2 separate regions of the Mus musculus genome follow, and region 1 is linked to region 2. A link is a contact called in public promoter capture Hi-C data. All regions are on one chromosome and are shown on one strand. Each heading gives the region's core, a stretch centred on a gene start, on an enhancer-like site or on the middle of the called end of the contact. The rest is flanking DNA. Distances are from core to core; before and after follow the strand shown. Region 1 holds the start of Zc3h15 (zinc finger CCCH-type containing 15). Region 2 has its middle 44 kb from the start of Gm25420.

Evidence for each region. Promoter capture Hi-C pulls out the DNA fragments that hold promoters and counts their contacts.
Region 1: a promoter capture Hi-C map of second pharyngeal arch cranial neural crest shows a contact between it and region 2. The contact joins the promoter of Zc3h15 here to the enhancer-like site in region 2. A contact is called at or near these places in 6 of 39 promoter capture datasets (the 3T3-L1 cell line, 3T3-L1-derived adipocytes, cranial neural crest and 3 more), 1 of 484 Hi-C or Micro-C datasets (cerebellum) and 2 of 115 datasets of contacts at active chromatin or transcription factors (astrocytes and forebrain).

What each region holds. Positions count from the first base shown.
Region 1 is chr2:83,642,374-83,648,527 of GRCm38.p6, forward strand. It overlaps Zc3h15 (zinc finger CCCH-type containing 15), which reads left to right and starts at 2,205. Exons shown (of 10, transcript NM_026934.3): 1 at 2,205-2,354. The coding sequence starts at 2,280.
Region 2 is chr2:80,748,379-80,754,588 of GRCm38.p6, forward strand. No RefSeq gene overlaps it. Among named protein-coding and RNA genes, the nearest start is that of Gm25420, 44 kb to the left of the region's middle. Within about 2 kb of position 4,198, at least 5 of the 459 cell types and tissues checked have an H3K27ac peak or open chromatin away from gene starts, as enhancers often do.

The sequences.
Region 1 (6,154 bases), core at 955-3,454, 2.9 Mb after region 2:
TAAACAAGATGGAGGCTATATGCACAGAGTAAGGTACTATGCAACCCAAGCTGGCCTTGAGCTTGCTGTGGCCAAAGATGACCGTAAACTTCTGATTCTTCTGTCTCTCCTTCCCAGGTGATGAGATTACAGGCTTGTGCTACCATACCTGGTTTGTATGATGCTGGAAATTGAACTCAAAGCTTTGACTTGCTAGACTCCGTCCTATCCCTGTGTTTGTCCTGTTCCTGTGTTTGCTTTCTTCTAAGGCCTCTCCTTGACACAGACCTTCCCGCTATGTCTTCATGTGATTTTTCTTGCTTCTGTGCACAATATAGATTCTCTCTTATACCAGGGCTCATAACACAAATCTGCAATTCCAGCTATTCGGGAGGCTCAATGGGAGGATGGCAAATTCAAAGCCAGTCCAGGCTAGAAGTTCAAGGCCAATGTAAACAACTTAAGGAGACCCTGTCTCAAAAAAATTTTAAACTCAATTTTTCCTTTTTTTTTAATAAGGACTCCATTCAGATTGGATTAGGTCTATGCTGAAAGTCTCATTTTAACTTACCTATTTCCTTTATAATGCCCTTATCTCCTAATGTAGTTACATTCTGAAGTAGTAGACGTTGTGAGTTTTGAAAACACAATTCAGCCCATAACAGTTCAGTCCATAACAAATTTTGGTTATAAACAACTAAAACCAACTCTAATTTCCATATAAGAGAATATATTAAGAATATTGGTCACATAGTCTAGCATTAGCATGGGATAGGTTTAGTTAGAAGTTAGGAACAAAAGATAATAGTGAACTATGATTTTTCAGCTATGACTGTGAAATTCTAGATTGTTTACAACTTTTCCATACTTACGATTGCCATAAAAAAATTCTTTAAAATTAGAGACATTAAATGAATCACTAAAAAGGGGGATATTAAGATTACTACATTCTGCTACTACAGGAATTCTTAATCAACTTCTGAAGAATAAATAATACAGAAAAGTAAACTGTCACAGTGTTCCACAAAGGCTCCTGTTGAGTTGGGTGACACTCCTAGGGAGAGTGGAACACATGAAGGGAAGTAGATCACTGGGGAAAGCCCTTGAAAGGAATATTGGGTCCCCTGCCCCTAAGTGTCTCTTTTTGCTTTGGTTGCCATCAGATGAACACTGTCCATTTCCCTCATGGTGGCATTAGGGTTCCAAAGTAGTTTTCTGCTTATGAAATTGTTGAAAAACTAATAACTCCCTTCTCTGGAAGGATGATTCTTCTGTTAATCAATGTAGGTAAAACAGTAACCATGCAAAAGAACAGCCATTCATTGTGTGCTTTTTTAAAGTCAGTATTTGGCTGAATAAAAAATAGTAGATTCATTTGCATATCAAAAGCCATACTTTTGGTTTAGTCTACAATATAAACAGAGCCCTGAAGCAAGACTAACCAGGCTGAAATTCTTATCTTGGATTTTACATTTAGCCACCTTTCTTTCTGCGTTTCATCTCAAACAGTGCTAACAGTTAACCATTCGTACCTCAGTGTAGATGTAATGAGTGAAATCGTGTGTGTAAAGTCATTATGGAATTTACCAAACACTTAAACTAACCTTAAATTGGGCTTGGCCCATACTGTTAGGCTAGTTTGACATAGTAAAATAGTGATTTTTTTTTTTCCGGAATCGTTAAGGCAGCCCCCTAAAATTAGTACAGGACTTGAAGAGAAACTAAGGATTTCACCCACTAGGACTCCACGTCTGACGATCTCCAAATGAAACTTTATTTCTTTACGCAACTTCATACTGAAGGTGCTGCATTGCAACCCTGCCCCTCCAGAGGACAAGACAGTAGCTCATAATTGATGCAGCCGCTCCGTGATTACTCAAGATGGTACTGTCCAGTGCTAACTAGATCTAGAACTCTCTACGCCAGGGGTCTATACAAGTGAGGTGAGGAGGCATCACTCGCGGTGCTAATGAAGGACGAAGCCAAGCAAGTGGCAAGCGCCTCACCAAAAGGAGGCGTCACACGCCGCGCCTTTCCCAGTTCCCACGTCTCATCCACGCCCCCTCCCGGCTCGGCGCAGCCGGAGCGCACGCGCAGCTCCACTTCCGGGCGCCTCGCCTCGCGCCCCACAGTGCATAGCGGCGCCGTGCTGTCGCAAAGGCCACATCCGGGCGGCGAATGAGCGAGTCGCTTTCCGTGCGCTGCGGCGGCGGCTGGGTCTTCCTGCTCCCGCCGAGCTGCCGGACGCCCCGACGGTAGCCATCTGCGTCGCAGTCGGCCCGGTGCCCCCCGCCTCCGCGATGCCCCCCAAGAAACAGGCTCAGGCCGGGGGCAGCAAGAAGGCGGAGCAGAAGAAGAAGGAGAAGATCATCGAGGTACGTCCCCTCCCCCTCCCCGCCGCACCGGGCTGGGGCTCGCCGGGCTGCGGAGCGCGGCTCCCCGGGGCCACGTGTCGGCGCCCGGCCCGGTGGGCCCCGACTGAAGTGGTTCTCGCCGCCCCTCATCGCTGTAGTGAGGCCGCTGCGCCCCCGCGCTCGCCGCGTCTCCACCCACGCGCCCGCCGCGCCCACTCGGCCGCCCAGGGACCCCCGGCCCGGCCTTTCGATGCTCACGACTTTCCGCGGCTCCTCGGGCTGTGCCTGAAAAAACAAGCTGAGTGGCGCTCTGGAAGGCCCCTCCTGACTGACCTGACGCCTTGGGTTTGGTTTTTTTCTTTATCAGGCAGTGAGAGGTAGCGCTGTTCATTTTCAAGAGCCAGCGGACTATTTACCACTTTTTTGTTGTTGTTGTTTCTTTTGGTGTTTGGTCCATCTGGAAACTTTCGTGTCAAGAACAGAGGTTTCCCAAAAAGCGTGGCCCAGCGGTTTTGTACAGAATGCTTCGTTCATACATGGAGTCTGAATTAAACGTAGGCTCTGTCACAGTACCTATGTTAAATTGGGAGCTCCCAGTTTACCTACACACACACACACACACACACACACACACACGAGCGTCTTTTAATGCATTGAACTTGTAGGCATTCAGTGAGTGAGGCAAGGTACTGATGTTCTTAAATGTTCCTCAGGTTACAACGATTGTCTACTTGAGTTTCCTTAAGATAGGTAATGAAATTTCACATTCGATAAACGTATTTCTTCCATACTAATCCTCATTTAAAAGTAAATGGTACCTCATAGACTTGGATGTAGTTGGAAGAAAAGATGACTATTTTACAGCATCTGAGTATAAAGTAACCTTTAGTAGGCTCGTTCTTATTAAAATAGCCAGAATGAATGTTTGGGGTTTCGAAATGAGATGTTTGCTTATGATCGTTTTTTTTCAACATTTGATTGTTATAGCCTTGAAAGATAGAAGTGAGAATTCGCCAGGGTTCCTTTATACACGCTAATGAGATTAATCTTTTGTCAGATTGTATGTAGTTAAAGTTGGCTGATTTAATTTAAATAAAATTAATGTGAACACATCTAATAATTTACTGACTGTTGGAGTTCTAAGGTAGAACTGCCGTAGCCAAACATCTGGAAGCAAAACTGTTGCCAAGCAGTGCTGGTGTGTGCCTTTCATCTCAGTAGACAGTTTGCCTGGTCTACAGAATGGCCAGAGCACACAGAGAAACTCTTGTCCAAGGGAAAATAAAAGAAAGAAAAATAATTGTCACCTTTACATCTGAAGAAAAAAATCAGGATTTGGGAGACTTAAATCTCTGGGAATAATAATCTGGTGGCAATTCAATATTGTGCCAACAAAGGACATTCAGAAATAGCATTTTACTTACAAACTACTGAGATTGAATAAATATAAAATAGACCACAAAACAGTAAAATTTCCATTCAAAAATAAATGTTACAAAACATTATAGAATGTATTTCAGGCCACTTGGACCTATAACCACTTTTAATTAATGAGACTAAAGGGTTTTTTGTTTCGTTAATTTTTGTCACCTGACAGTGGAGATGACACTCAGAAGGGCAGAGGCAGGTAGAGCTCTGAATTCAAGAGTAGCCTGGTCTACAGAGTAAGTTTCAGGACTCTGGGCCTGCGCAGAGAAACCCTGTCTCGATCGAAAGACAACAGCAAAATTAAAGTTATTTATAATAGTCTATTAGCCCTAAAAATCATGAATATATTTTGTCTTCCTTCATCTCTAACAAGATTTCGTTGGTTTTCTAGGGGTTGTACCCAAGGCATCACATTCTAGGGGTGAATTCTACCACTGCTCTGTACAGTCTTAGTCAAGAAGGGTTGGTTGGTTGGTTTCTTTAGTGGTTGCAATATTTTTGTTTTTGAAGTAAAGAGAACTCAACTTTAGCTTTCATTAGTGAAGACATCTCCAAAGATACATTCATTAATGCTGACATGGTGGCATACACCTTTAATCCTACTGGGGAGGCAGAAACAGGTAGATATCTTAGAGTTCTAGGCAAACCTGGTCTGCAAAGCAAGTTCCTGGACAGCCTGGGCTCTGTTACACAGAGAAACCAGTTTCAAAAAAAGCAAAACAAATAAGATAAGTGCATTTAAAGAAAGTATTGATTAAAATTATCCTAATACATGCAGTAATAGAATTAAGCCTAGTTTGGTTTATTTTATAATTTCTCTAACACCGTAGCATGTCTTGACAACTTTTGGAGCTATGCAGTGAGTTTATATTGTGGCTTCTGAGTTGAATTTCATATAAAACAAACAAAAGAAAATTATGTGTGTTTCCTATTATTCTTTTAAGCTGTCTGGGATATCATGGATTTACTATGAGTATGTATTTTCTCCTTGAAATGAATATATCACATAGTATTGTAAAGTTGAAGTTTTATTCTCCATTCACATATTGTTCCCAAACAGTATATAACATTTGTTTACCTACAGCCAGAATAATACTTTGAAATCAGCTTTGAGCAACAGAAATTCTGATCGTAGACTAAGCAGAGCCTGTAATCGCAGCTGAGGCACAAGGATTTCAAGTTTGAGGCAAGCATAGACTACATAGTGAATTCCAGGTCAACCTTGGGTGCAGTACAAAATCCTGTCTTAAAGAACAAAAGAAAAATAAGTATAATTCTTGACTTGGGTTGGGGGTGTGTTTGGATTTAGGGCAAGCAGATTAAAAAAAAAAAATATGTCCTCTGAGGACATGCAGCTCTGAAGAATAGTAATCTAGACTGCAGAAAGGACCCAGGATTGTAAAGAGAACTGAGAAACTATTAGTTGCTGGTGAATTTCTTCTGAGGTACACAGTTGATTGCTTGAAGCTGAATACTTGCAAAGTGTCTCTGTTTCATAAATAGCCAACAAAATATATTAGGTTGTGTCTTCAGAGACAGGACTACTGAGTTATTGCGGTGTCAGCTTCTGCCTACCCTAGGGTCCCAAGTAATAAAACCTACTTACCTGAGAAGAACACCGTCAGCGTTGGCTTTTTTCCTGCTTCGTTTTTAATACCTTTAAGGAGCGGAAGCTGGCCTGTAAAAGGAGTAGGATTGCTTAAGGGTCAGAGGAGAAAGGAGGTCAGGGTTGTTAAGACTACAATTAGGTATGTGGAGAGGGAAGCAGTCCTTTCCTTACAGCCTCTTCTGAGCTCCTTTTCAATCGTCTTCGGAATTCATCCACTGAAATACACCCTTTTTCCCTGTAACTTTTGAAACCTTATACATTCAGTTATTTTGTAGTTTCGGATTCACTCTAACCTCCCTTTCCTACCTAATACTTTCCCACTCCTAAACCTGTGCCAACTTTTAGGTAAAATTTTTTCCCAAGCCCAGGGAAAGGCTTTATTGATAATTTAGGTTGTAAACCATCCAACTTTTAAGATGTACTAGTGTTATTTCAGTATGTTCTGTTTAGAAGACTTTGTAACTGGGGGTGTAGCTCAGTTAGAATGCATGCCTAGCACACATGAAGCCCCACGTTACTCTATAGGACGGCAGGAACTGGGTGGCTGTGGGAATGTTTCTGTAATTCTAGCACTGTGGAGATAGAAGCAAGGAAATCAGGTTCAAGGTCATCTTCAGCTATATATTCAGTTTAAGGACAGCATGGGATCCATGTGGGGGCTTGGGGGGAGAGGGGCTGCTTTTGGTAAACCATTCTCACCTGAATGGCTCTGAAAAAAAACATAGGCTTTGGTGGTGGGAAGAGCTTAGATCAAATATGCTCAAAAAGATCATTTTTAGTTGGC
Region 2 (6,210 bases), core at 2,948-5,447:
GGCTTAGTATTGACCTGGAATTGGTACCCATGTTTTCGAATAGTACTTTTAGGGCAAATGGCTCTTTAGGGGAGGACCAAATTCAGAAAACATTTACTTCAGGGAGCAAGAGAACATTGTATGTGTGTGTGTGTGTGTGTGTGTGTGTGTGTGTGTGTCTGTCTGTCTGTTTGTCTGTCCATGATACAAGACACCATCTCAGCACGATTGCCTGGGTGCAGCATGTGAGCATGTCACCAGGAGACTGTGTGCTGACAGAAGCTGAAGCAGGGCGAATGGATGAAATCATGTGTTTAAGCAGGTATTAGTAGTAAAATACAATCTAAGGCTTCAAGTTTGTGATCCCAAGGACAGGACAGCACAGAAAACAACTAAATTCAATTTAAAGAGAAATGAGGAAAATAATTAAACACCAGTGTTGTTAGGCTGTGGTGAAACTGAGAGAGTTGAACCTAGAGCACAAGTGTTTAGAAGCTCTGCTGCCTGACCTCCTGGACAGACTCTTCCCCTCTCCCTTAGGGTGAAATACTAGTTCCTGATATAAAAATTTTTAACTTACCTACATTAATTATGAATCTACAAATAAATTTGTCCTTATTTATGACCTGCCATGTGTTTCATGAAAAGTATTTCTCAACTGTTTTGGTGATGAGAATATTTAAATTACTTTCATCAGTTTTGAAGTATATATTACTATTATTATCTAGAGTTATCATGTAGTATGATAGTACAGAATTTATTACTCTTATTTAACTAAATTTAGTATCCTTTGACTAAAATTTGTATAATCCTTGACCTCCTACTCGCTGGTAACCATCACTCAGCTATGATTTAAAGCTTTACATATGAGTTAGATTATATGGTATTTGTATTTCTGTGTCTGGTTTGTTTTGCTTAGCCTCGTGTCTCTCAGGTTCATGTGATCTGTCAGAAATGACAACATTTCCTTTACTGTGACTGAATAATATTCCATTACATAAATAGACATATTGTCTTTATTTATCCATTGACACTTAGATTGGTTCTATATCTTGGCCACATAAATAGTGTTTAAATAAATATGAGCATCCAGATTTCTTTTACAAACTGATTTTTATGTCTCTGGAATATATAATAGTGGGTGAGGGATTGTTTTGTGGTTACGACATCTTGTTGCAAACTAACTTGAATGACGTTGATGAGGTAGAGCTCATGTGTCTCCTTCATGAAGGTACCAACCATGTTCATGCAGGATTCATACCTATGACATAATCACCTCTCTAAGTATCCCTACTAATGTTGTCACATCAGAGGTTAGGACTTTACCATGGGGAATCTCATGGTAACACACTCATTCCACAGCATCAGGGCCATCCGTGATTAGACTCTTGTCTGCCCACTGTTCAGGTACTTGCTAGATATATATCTGATGAGGGATACTAAACCAAGTTTATAGCTGCTATACCTGTGGCTCAATGATACCAAAGAGTTCTTCACCTTCAGCCTGATTGTTACATAATTGCTTAATTCTTAGAAGTGTTAGAGACATTTATAATTACTAAAAGTAGTATAGGCACTGTGGTAATCCATATGGACGTTCCTCTCAAAACGTAAAACTATTATATGTCTGATTTAGCTACACACCTCCTCAGTATATGCCCAAAGGGGTAGGCAAGTACACCACAAAGATGTCTGCACCTCCATGCCATTTTATTTCAGCATTATTCCCAATGGCCAAGTTATAGTCAGCCTAGGTACCCATAAATAGATTAATGGATAAAGATAACAACTCTCTCTCTCTCTCTCTCTCTCTCTCTCTCTCTCTCTCTCTCTCTCTCACACACACACACACACACACACACACACATACACACACACACACACACACCCCACAATAGAGTTTACACATAACAGAATTATGTACCTTGCAAGGAAATAGATGGAATAGGAGTTCCTCATGTTGAACTAAATAAGCCAGACTCACAAAGACAAATACTAAAATACTACAAGTTTTTGCTTAGAGTTAGAATCTAGATTAAAAAATAATTTTGTCCATGATGTTAAAGAAAAGGGAAGAATATTTTTGGGAAATGGTCAGGGAGAAGGGTGAGTGATAACAAGAGAGGGCAGTGAGGGTGAATTTTGTCAAAACCCATTATGTGGATGAAGGACAGTGTCATAATAAAGCCTATCATTTTGTAGAATTAATATACACTAATAAAAGTGTAGAAGTTCTATTTATAATAGCCAGAAGCTGGAAAGAACCCAGATGCCCCTCAACAGAGGAATGGATACAGAAAATGTGGTACATTTACACAATGGAGTACTACTCAGCTATTAAAAAGAATGAATTTATGAAATTCCTAGCCAAATGGATGGACCTGGAGGGCATCATCCTGAGTGAGGTAACACATTCACAAAGGAACTCACACAATATGTACTCACTGATAAGTGGATATTAGCCCAAAATTTAGGATACCCAAGATATAAGATACAATTTGCTAAACACATGAAACTCAAGAAGAATGAAGACTGAAGTGTGGATAGTATGCCCCTTCTTAGAATTGGGAACAAAACACCCATGGAAGGAGTTACAGAGACAAAGTTTGGAGCTGAGATGAAAGGATGGACCATCTAGAGACTGCCATATCCAGGGATCCACCCCATAATCAGCTTCCAAATGCTGACACCATTGCATACACTAGCAAGATTTTGCTGAAAGGACCCTGATATAGCTGTCTCTTATGAGACTATGCCGGGGCCTAGCAAACACAGAAGTGGATGCTCACAGTCAGCTATTGGATGGATCACAGGGCTCCCAATGGAGGAGCTAGAGAAAGTACCCAAGGAGCTAAAGGGATCTGCAACCCTATAGGTGGAACAACATTATGAACTAACCAGTACCCCGGAGCTCTTGACTCTAGCTGCATATGTATCAAAAGATGGCCTAGTCGGCCATCACTGGAAAGAGAGGCCCATTGGACACGCAAACTGTATATGCCCCAGTACAGGGGAACGCCAGGGCCAAAAAAATGGGAATGGGTGGGTAGGGAAGTGGGGGGGGGGAGGGTATGGGGGACTTTTGGGATAGCATTGGAAATGTAATTGAGGAAAATATGTAATAAAAAATATTTTAAAAAAGTGTAGAAGTTCATACCTCTACTCAGGATGAAAACGTGAACTTTTCTTTGGCGTCTAAGACATGTATATACCTTTCCCTTCCAAATGTAAATTCTTTTTAACTTAATGAGATTTTAAGGTATAAAATGTCTTTTCCAAATATATTGAAAGGTATTTGAACCTAATAAAAGTTTTGAGTCTCTATCTTTCTAGATTTCATCTCCCTACAAATTTGAAAATGATATCTGCTAGTCAATTTTTATATTTATTATGTTTTAGAAAAAATGGAAGGGTATTAAAATAATAGGCAATTTTATATATTGCACAGATCTCTCTTGGTAATTAAATGAGTGACATTTCCCAGCTTTATTTTGCTCTACCAATAATCAGCTGCTATTTATACACCAAGATATTGCTTTGTGGCCTTTGTGGTCAGGATTAAGTTTAATTCTTATTGGGTAACAGCATTAGGGCTGAGATGGAGTGAGAGAATGAGCCAAGGACTGACTTACTGAGGATGACACGTGGTCTTGGCCATCTTAGCAACGTCGGCTCGTGCAGCTTGACTCTGCAATGCAGCCTTCCTGGATCATTAAAACAAATGCTTGTCCAGATTGTTTTTCTTCTTTTTCTTTTTTTTCTTCTGTTTTCCCCATTTTTCAAAAGTACATTTCTTGCAAAAGTTAGCGGTACGTAACCATCCGAAGTGAACTGGAAAGACGTGTGTTTCTGATTTGGAACTCACTCCGTACCTTTAAGAGAAGACATATGGTGATTCTGACGCCTTTGATTTACATTTCATAAGCACAGGAAAAATAAGTCCAATGGAAGTTCAAGTGCAACGTACATAGTTTCAGATTTCCTCCCAAGTGGACAGCATTTCATTCCTGTAAAGGTAAGCCTTCACTTCAAGGGCACTCTTTGGAGGATGCGGATTCTTAGATTCCTCTGTTTTGCTGAAACTCATTATATGTCTGAATAACTAAAAGAGAGCTGGGCTGTGTTAGGATTTTCAGTGGATGGCAGTCGGAGTCACATGTAGCAAACAAAGGTCCACATGAGTGAGCACAAGGGTGTCATCTGTCAGTGGCATCTCCACGTTGGAACAATTGGGCCATCCACAGTAAAGGCAATGGACAGACTGCATCCAGTGAACACTGAAGCTCAGCCTAGTTTGTGTGGATTATTGTTCATGCGTTGTTAACATAGGAATGACCTGGAAAGGAGCCAGTTTCTCTGATCTGTGTCTAAACATGGATCACTCTACTGATGTAGACACCATGAAACCAACCCAGAGAATTGTTTGTTGTGGATGTTATAGTTTGAAATCCTGAAAATTCTCAATCTAGACAATAGACTGTAAAGATTAAAGGCTTGTTTACATAGCTTTCTATGCTAAAAGGCTAGTTTTCTTCCCTTAGTCTTTTTTAAAATACATTTTTATTGGTTCTTTTATTTATTTACATTTCCAATGCTATCCCCCTTCTTGGTTTCCTTTCTGTAACCTCCCATCCCATCCCTCCTCCCCCTTCTTCTATGAGGGTACTCACCCACCCACCCACCCACCCACTTCCACCTCACCACCCTAGCATTCCCTATGCTGGGGAATCAAGCCTCCACAGGACCTAGGGGCTTCCCTCCCATTGATGCCAGATAAGGCAATCCTCTGCTACATATGTGGCTAGAGCCATGGGTCCCTCCATGTACTCTTTGGTTGGTGGTTTAGTCCCAGGGAGCTCCAGGGGGAAGGGTCTGATTGGTTGATTTTTGTTCTTCTTCCTATGTGGTTGGGAACCCCTTCATCTCCTTCAGTCCTTCCCCCAACTCCTCCATTGTGGTCCCTGAGCAAAGTCTGATGGCTGGCTATGAGCATCTGAATCTGTATTAGTCAGGCTCTGGCAGAGCCTCTCAGGAGGCAGCCATACCAGGCTCCTGTCAGCAGGCGTGTCTTGGCATTGGCAATCGTGTCTGGGTTTGGTGTCTGCAGATGGGATGGATCCCTAGGTAGGACAGTCTCTGGATGGTCTTCCCTTCAGTCTCTGCTCCACTCTTTGTCCCTGCATTTCCTTTAGGTAGGAGCAATTCTGAGTTAAAAATTTTGAGATGGGAGGGTAGCCCCATGCCTCAACCAGGGGCCATGCCTAACCTCTGTATATGGTCTCTACAGGTTTTCTCTCCCCTTTATTGGGTATTTCAACTAATGTCTCTGATTATTTTCTTTTATATCTAATTGATTTTATTAAATAAAAGTAGTAGATTCTGTTAAATAAAAGTATACAAATCACTGAACTGATTTCAGGGATATCAATGAGTTAGAAGTGCACTTTCCAAAGCTCTTGTCCATACATTTCATCATATTGTTTTCCCTTGTAGCTCTCATAATTGTAAGTGACTCTCTAGTTATAGTTTGCCATTTCCTTTGTAGCAGATATAACAATTGCAACTGCAGCTCTTATAAAACTATAAACCACATTAAAGCAGACTGTGTCTATCTTGTTTACTGCTGTACTCCCAGCACCTAACAGAGCTCTTGGCACATAGTAGATGCTCAATTGAGTAAATATTGATGAATGAGTACGAAGGCCCAAGCAGATGGTGCCCTTAATGGGCTCACTTGGCTCTTTGCAGGAAGGAGACTCAGATGGGCAGAACACACGTCACCTTAGCATGGCCCCGTGGATAAGAAGGCAGATGAAAAGCCCAGTAGGAGCCTTGATGGAGCTAAGAGGATAGGCCAAAGAGCTTTGTTTTCAAACAAGTCACAGACAATTGACTGCAATTCTTTAACAAAGAAAAATGTACTGAGATGGCAAAGAGTTGGTGTCTTGTCTGAGCTTTGGTGCTTTGATTCTTCATCTAAAATTGACTCCGCCAAATTTCAATCTTTTTAGTTCGATTTTCCAAATTTTCATTTTTTAGTATGTTTATGCATATCTCATCATAGAGAAATAAAGAGGAGGGAAAGCCCATATAGTTCCTTTCAAAATATTTACATATTATTTTTATTTATATGGATGATGCTGAATCTCTTTATGTGCATCATATGCCTGCCGGTGCCCACAGTGACCTTTGGGCTTTAGATTTCCTGATACTGGAGTTACAAGTGCTATG